2 separate regions of the Triticum aestivum genome follow, and region 1 is linked to region 2. A link is a contact called in public Hi-C data. All regions are on one chromosome and are shown on one strand. Each heading gives the region's core, a stretch centred on a gene start, on an enhancer-like site or on the middle of the called end of the contact. The rest is flanking DNA. Distances are from core to core; before and after follow the strand shown.

Region 1 (3,133 bases), core at 157-2,656, 140 kb after region 2:
CAACCATGTTTTGCTAGTACTATACTTGTTTAGGATTTCTGGAGCCCGCCATTGCCGCGGGATTGGAAGCACGCGGCGACATGGGAATGAACGAATGAATGCATCCTGGGAATTAACGAATGCATCGAGGAGGAAGAGGAAGAAACAAATCGGCAATCCCTATTATGTTGCTCGTTTGTGTTGCTTGCTCACCTGGTCGAGGGCGGAGGGGTTCTTCTCGAAGTGGAAGGTGGAGATGAGGATGGCGAGCGCGTGGACGTGGTTGACGGTGACCCCGAACTGCTCCTGCAGCATCCTGGCCCGCTCCTCGCACATGCTGACGAGCCGCTCCTCGGCGCGCTCCATGGTCTCCCGGCGCAGCTGCCAGTGCACGGCGGCCGAGCAGGCCACCGCCGCCACCAGCCAGGCCACCGCCGCCAGGCGCCTCCAGCCCCGCCTGGCCGCGTACTTGCCCATCCCCACCCTGCCCCCCTTCTCCTCCATGCCTTCCCCCAATTTACTACTACTCCCCATCCCCCACAATGCGCACCATATGCTTGTGGGAATGCGCGACGACCACCGGCCCCGGCCCCAGCGAAAGCACACCCGCACTGGTACCCAGAAGAAAACAAGTGCTCCCAGTCCCAGCGGGAGGGAGAGAGTGCGGGAGCGCGGCGCGGAGGGGTTGGGCGGAGGAGGCGGCGAGCGGGGGCAGGGGCGACCTCAAAAGAGCCGAGCTTTCGCGAGTTCCCAGCCGAGACAGCGGCGCTAAAATAATTAGCCCGCCCGCTCGCTAAGCCGCATTAATAAAATCCCCGGGCCGCGGCGCCTCTTTACTCCAGTGCTCCTCCCCTACCTCCGGCTGGTGGGCGGGCGGGCTCGCCGTTGGCTGGCGCTGCTGCCGAAGCCAATTAAAAACTGGGGAGGAATCGCACCAAGCTCGCTCGCTAGCTCTACTACTAGCTTTTTCCGTGCGGCAAATATTCTGGACAAGGCCCGCCGCGTGGCGTGGCGTGGCGTCCCCCGGCAAGCCAATTGAGCGCCGCGAGCCTCGCAGCCACAGGCCCGGCCTCCTGCGATGCTGGAGCGGCGACCGCGCGCGCGCGGCTCACGAAGCGAGGGAGCGAGCGGGCGGGCTAGCTAGCCTCGGGCGGCGGCGTGTAGGGGCTCTTTTTGGTGGGTGGGTCGGTGGAATGGAGGGGGCGGAAGGCTGGCCGAGATCGACGGCGGAAGCGGCGGAGCTGGGCAGACGCTGCCGCTGCGGCCTACTCCTGCTGCTGATCTGCTGGAGCTGGAGGCTGGAGAGAGAGCTACGGGTGGCGGCAGTGGGGGCTCGGTGGTGGCGATCCTGCGACAGCGACCGTGGCGGGGGAGGAGGGAACCAACCAGGCAGGCCAGCGGGGAGGGAGGGGGGGAGAGGAAGAAGCCGGGTGGGGTGGCTGCGGCTGCGGCTGCGGCTGCTAGCGAGGTAGAGCCAGCCAGTAGGAGTAGGGGGTGCCAATGCCAGCGACCCGCGGAGTCCTTTTGGGTCACGTGGCGCGGGGCGGAGTGCGGGGCGGCCGAACCCACCCGTGGTCCGTCCGATCCACACACAAACACACACACGGCCACGGCCGGAAGCAGAAGCAAAGCGAAAGAAACGGCCGCCCCCCTACATCGGTCTCGGATGGCTCTCCTTTTTGTTCCCTTGTTCACCTCGTCGCCCTCCTGGGCTCCGCCGGCTCAAGACAGCGTGGTCTGGTTTGGTTTGGTTTCCTTCCTCCATCCACACGCAAGCTAAAGTGGTCTCGCTACGGCGATGGGTGGCGCGATCGGGCCGGTCGCCTCGAGAGAAAACGATGGCGTCGTGTCATGATGCGTGGGTTTTCTTACGTGATTGGACGTCAAAATGTTCAACACGGGGGGTTAGGCCAACTTCACCGCGCGACCCCAAACGGATGTCCGTTTTATCTGGATTCTGTCCGTTTGGGTAGGGCAATGGGGTCGTGTTCGGGCGTGTCCTGGGATGCGGTGGCCGTGCGCCCAGCGCGCGGACGCATCCGTTTGCCCCATCCTGTCCGGCTCTGTATTTTAAAAAAGGAGCAACTTTCAAATGCCAAGCCCTAGTTCATCAGGCCAGCGGCCCCAGTTCATGTCGGCAACTCAGCCAGCGGTCGGCAACACAGCCAGCCTTCAAAATGAATAGTTGTCATCGCCGGCAACACAGCCGGCCTCCAAAATGAATGTTTTCCTCGCCGGCACACAGCCAGCGGCCCAGCGGGCGGGCGGCACCCATGCCAGCCTCCAAAAAGAACGGCCACGGCCGATCGGACGACCTAGTTCAGGCCTTCGGCGTCGAGCATCTCCTTCTGCCTGGCCTCGAACCAGGCCCTCGTCTTCTCGCTCATCTTCGACAAGTCCACGCTCATGATCGCAAGGGCCACCTCCTTCGCTTTGGTGGCGGCATTGGTGGCCTCGATGTCGAGCTGCCTCTGCCTGGCCTTGACGTTGTCGGCCTCGATGTCGAGCTGCCTTTGCCTGGCCGCCTCCTCCATGTCGAGCTGCCTTTGCCTGGCCGCCTCCTCCATGTCGAGTTGCCTTTGCCGGGCCGTCTCCTCCATGTCGATCTTCCTCCTCTTGGCCGCCTCCTCCATCTCAAGCTTCTTCCTTTGAAGGTCTAGGTATTGCTTCATTTGCTCGTCCTTGCTTTGCCGCTTCTTCTCGTCCCTCACATCCTTTTGAGACATCATGCCATGCAAAGTGCCATGCAATGCCATGGATGAGGCATCACGTATGTCGTCAACCTTGGAGTTGGTCTTGCCCCTCGGCCTCTTCAACGCCTCGCCATCTCCACCTCCGGCGAACTTGGCCGTCTTCAAGCCTCTCTTCCTTTGAACTTCACGGTATTGGTCCTTGAACTTAGGGCAATTGTTGATGATCGTCCAACAATGCGTAAGAGTGAATGGCTTGTCATTGTGTCGGGCCTTGAATGCCTCCAAAGTTTGAAATGCCTACACCACATGATCAACAACAAGTGAACATGCAAACATATACAAGGTCGAAGTCTCATGGCCGTAGCAAGGAAAGGACTAGGAAGAGGAGAGCATACCATGTCCCCAACGCCGAGACCACTCACGGGCCGTGCTTCAACGCTCTCAAATGCGGCGCAATACTT
Region 2 (3,228 bases), core at 391-2,890:
GCACATGAGGCAGCGTGGTGTTACCTGCTGGGCGTGGTGCAGGAGGAGGTGGGCGTAGTGCGGGTTGGACTTGCGGAAGACCATGGAGGCGGCGGCCATGGCGGCGGCCGTCTCGCCGGCGACGTCGGAGCCCGGGTGGTCGCGGTCCACCTTGTACGCCTGCCGCGACGTCGTCATGTCCTCCGGCCGCTGCCAGCAGTAGTGGTCCGTGTCGCCGTCCCCCACCTGTTCAAGAAAAAGCTAGGCGATTAATCCGACGGCTCTGGTGCATCATGGACGACCAACGAAGCTGTGAAACATATGCACGCCATGTGTGGGAGAAAATAGTTTAGTGCTGCCGTTCGTTGGTACGTACGTTCATCAAATCAAACTGGCCGCCTACCTAACACGCTTGTTGTTATTCACCAGAAAAGAACCTTTTTCTTTTCTCCCCTAACCAGAAAATACTCCTATATCTATATAATTGTTATTCGTACATAAAAGATTTTGTATAGTATGTAAATGAAGAATCTAATTGATCAAAGTGCAACAAGCTAGCAAGGTGTGCATAATTGAATTGGTCTCTCTCTTTCTTGGAACGATCGCTGGCTTGCGTGCGCAACAGCTAGCTTGGAACCGGTCGGTCTCATCTCATGCTGCATGTCATGATCGATCGTATCTGAACACAGCTATGAGCTAGCCAGGGGATGGATCATGGATGGAGGTGACGCACGATCGCCGCCGTCGGCCGGCTCGTGGAGTGCTGCGTACGTACGTACCTCGGCCCACAGCTCGTCGGGCTGCGTGTGCGCCTTGATGAAGTAGTCGGTGCCCCACTTGATGGCCTCGAGCGCGTGCGCGAGCTCGCCGGCCGCCGCGACGTCGGCGCCGTACTCGAGCATGCTCCAGGACAGCATGGTGACGGTGAAGGCCATAGGCAGGCCGAACTTGACGTGGTCGCCGGCGTCGTAGTAGCCGCCCACCAGGTCCACCCCCTGCTCCAGGCCGTCGGTGAGGCCCGAGTGGTCGCGCCACGGCACGCGCTGCCCGTGCGGCAGCCGCCCCGACCGCTGCGCCTCGAAGTAGAGCAGGCTCTTCCGCAGCGCCTCCTCGTAGTTGTGCGCCTTGCCGTCGCCGCTCCCGCTCTTGCTCCCCTCCGCCGCCGCCGCCGTTGCCGCGATCAGAAGCAGCACCAGCAGCAACACGGCTCCGAGCCGTCGAGACAAGATTACGGCGGCGGCCGCGGCGCTCCCTGATCTCATTGCGCAAGAAGATGCTACTCGGATTGTTGGTGTGCCTTCGCTTGTGCGTGCCCGGGGCGCGCCCTGTGATCACCGCCGCGCCGCCCTCTGCCGGCTCTGCTAGCTTAGCCTGTGTGCGAGCGTAGGTGTTTGTGTTTGTGTGTGTGATCTCTCTCGCGCCGTTGTGTGCTGTGTGGAGAGCAGGGCGGGGCAGTGTCCTCCGACCTGAGGCCGTGGGCTGGCGCGCTTATATTCGCGGCCGGCGTCCGGGTCCAGCACACGCACGCGCACCGCGTTGAACCGGTTCGGCGGCCGGGCCGGGCCGGGGGAATATAAAACTCGAGAGGTAGTAGATAGCAAGAGAGGAGCAGGCAGGCAGGCAGGAAAGAAACGATGCAAATATGAGCGAGCGAGCGAGGGAGCGAAGCTGCGTTTTGGAGTTGGAGGGGGTGGACTCGTTCGGGTTTTGTATGGTTTGTTTGGTGAGGTCGTGATTGGGATGGTTGGGTTGGGTTCTGGGTTAGCGACGACGCACGCAAGGGAGGGAGGGAGGCAGCGGAGCAGATTTTGACCGGGACGCGTTACGTGTTTTTTTCAGAGCGGGCGCGCGTGTACACGTGAGTCGGTTGGGGCCAGCCGGACACGTACCGCCAGGTACCAACACATGGCCGAAGCACGCGTGCGACCGGCGTAGCTCCTTCGGGCCAAGTCGCCGGTCGATCGACCGGCCGGCCCGTGGCCTGTAACAGCTTTCATTTCACCGTGAAATCTTAGCAGGCAAGCTATCTAGCTCAGGCGGTCGGTCAAATAAAAAGACCCGTTTTTTTTCTCTCTCTTTCCACCTCCCGTGGAAAAACATATTAGTTTTTTTTGTTTTGAAAAGGAGATTAAACCCCCGGGCCTCTGCAATATGAAAAACATACTATTAGTGATAATGCGGTACACGTTACGCGGTAGTTATAAGTGGTTGGCTGACGTACGTTTAACTATAGGCAAATTATAAGCTTTGTGTGTGCCGTGGGATTATTGTTCCGGCCGGCCGCCGGGGCGGGGCATGTTTTGTCGGGGGCGAGCATGTTTCTCCACGATCGGTTGGTCAATCGTGTAGTCAGCTGACGGTTGCAGCATGCTTCGCGATGATAATACAGTACTACTACATGCATCCACCACTAGATCGATTGCTAATGCTAGCAAGATGATTATTAGGTTGAGCTAGCCAGGTACTACTGTCAATGATCAACAGTTCTTCGTCCGCTCGTCGGCGCCGCCATCGATCCGCCCCACCTCCGGCGGCCTTTGGGTTGTGGAGGTGCGGAGGATCTCGGCCACCCGCCGGCGGAAGGGACTCCGTTCTCGTTTTTGTTAGGTTGAACATCTTGGTTGGGGCTGTGTGGCGGTGGCGATGTCCCTAGGTAGGAATAATGTATCCTATGTCCTATCTCCGTCCCGATGATGCAAATAACGTTGTCGGAGGATGTGTGGAGGTGTGTCTCCGTCGGATCTCATGGGATTCGGTCGGTGCTAGTCTTCGCTGGATCTATTTGGATCCAGTTTTTGTTCGTCTTCGTTCATGTGGTTCCAGGTTTGATCTTTCCGATCTACAACTCTCTTCATCGACGATGGTTGCTGCTCTGGTATGCTGGTCCTTTGGGGCCTTAGCACGACGACTTCCCGACTTTTTATTACAACAAGGTTTGCCCGGCTTCGATAATGGAGGGGCAATGACAACGGCGCGCCTTCGACTTGCTCCAGCGCTTGTAGTCGTCACTAGATGGTCCATAGACCTGATTGTAATTTTTATTACTTCTTGTGTTCTATGTACTAATTGATGAATATGATTGGAAATTTCTCTCTAAAAAAACTGTATAGCACGAGCTGATTAAGCTGCACCATATATTCTGCAAAACGAATATATGTACATGCAAGTATACAAGGCTAGCTACCTGCGTCTTTTGCTGAAGCTAGCTACAGGCACACGTCCTTTCCCCATCGGTTCTCGTGCGTGTAC

The links. A called contact is a pair of places that touch in the nucleus more often than the background predicts.
Region 1: a contact with region 2 is called in a Hi-C map of leaf, with 3 times the contacts expected there. The contact joins the promoter of LOC123145547 here to the promoter of LOC123145546 in region 2. A contact is called at or near these places in 3 of 5 Hi-C or Micro-C datasets (all in leaf).

What each region holds. Positions count from the first base shown.
Region 1 is chr6D:423,824,202-423,827,334 of IWGSC CS RefSeq v2.1, forward strand. LOC123145547 (probable histidine kinase 6) reads right to left here and starts at 1,407. Exons shown (of 11, transcript XM_044564978.1): 1 at 193-1,407. The coding sequence starts at 513.
Region 2 is chr6D:423,680,867-423,684,094 of IWGSC CS RefSeq v2.1, forward strand. LOC123145546 (endoglucanase 7) reads right to left here and starts at 1,641. Exons shown (of 4, transcript XM_044564977.1): 1 at 759-1,641; 2 at 25-225. The coding sequence starts at 1,241.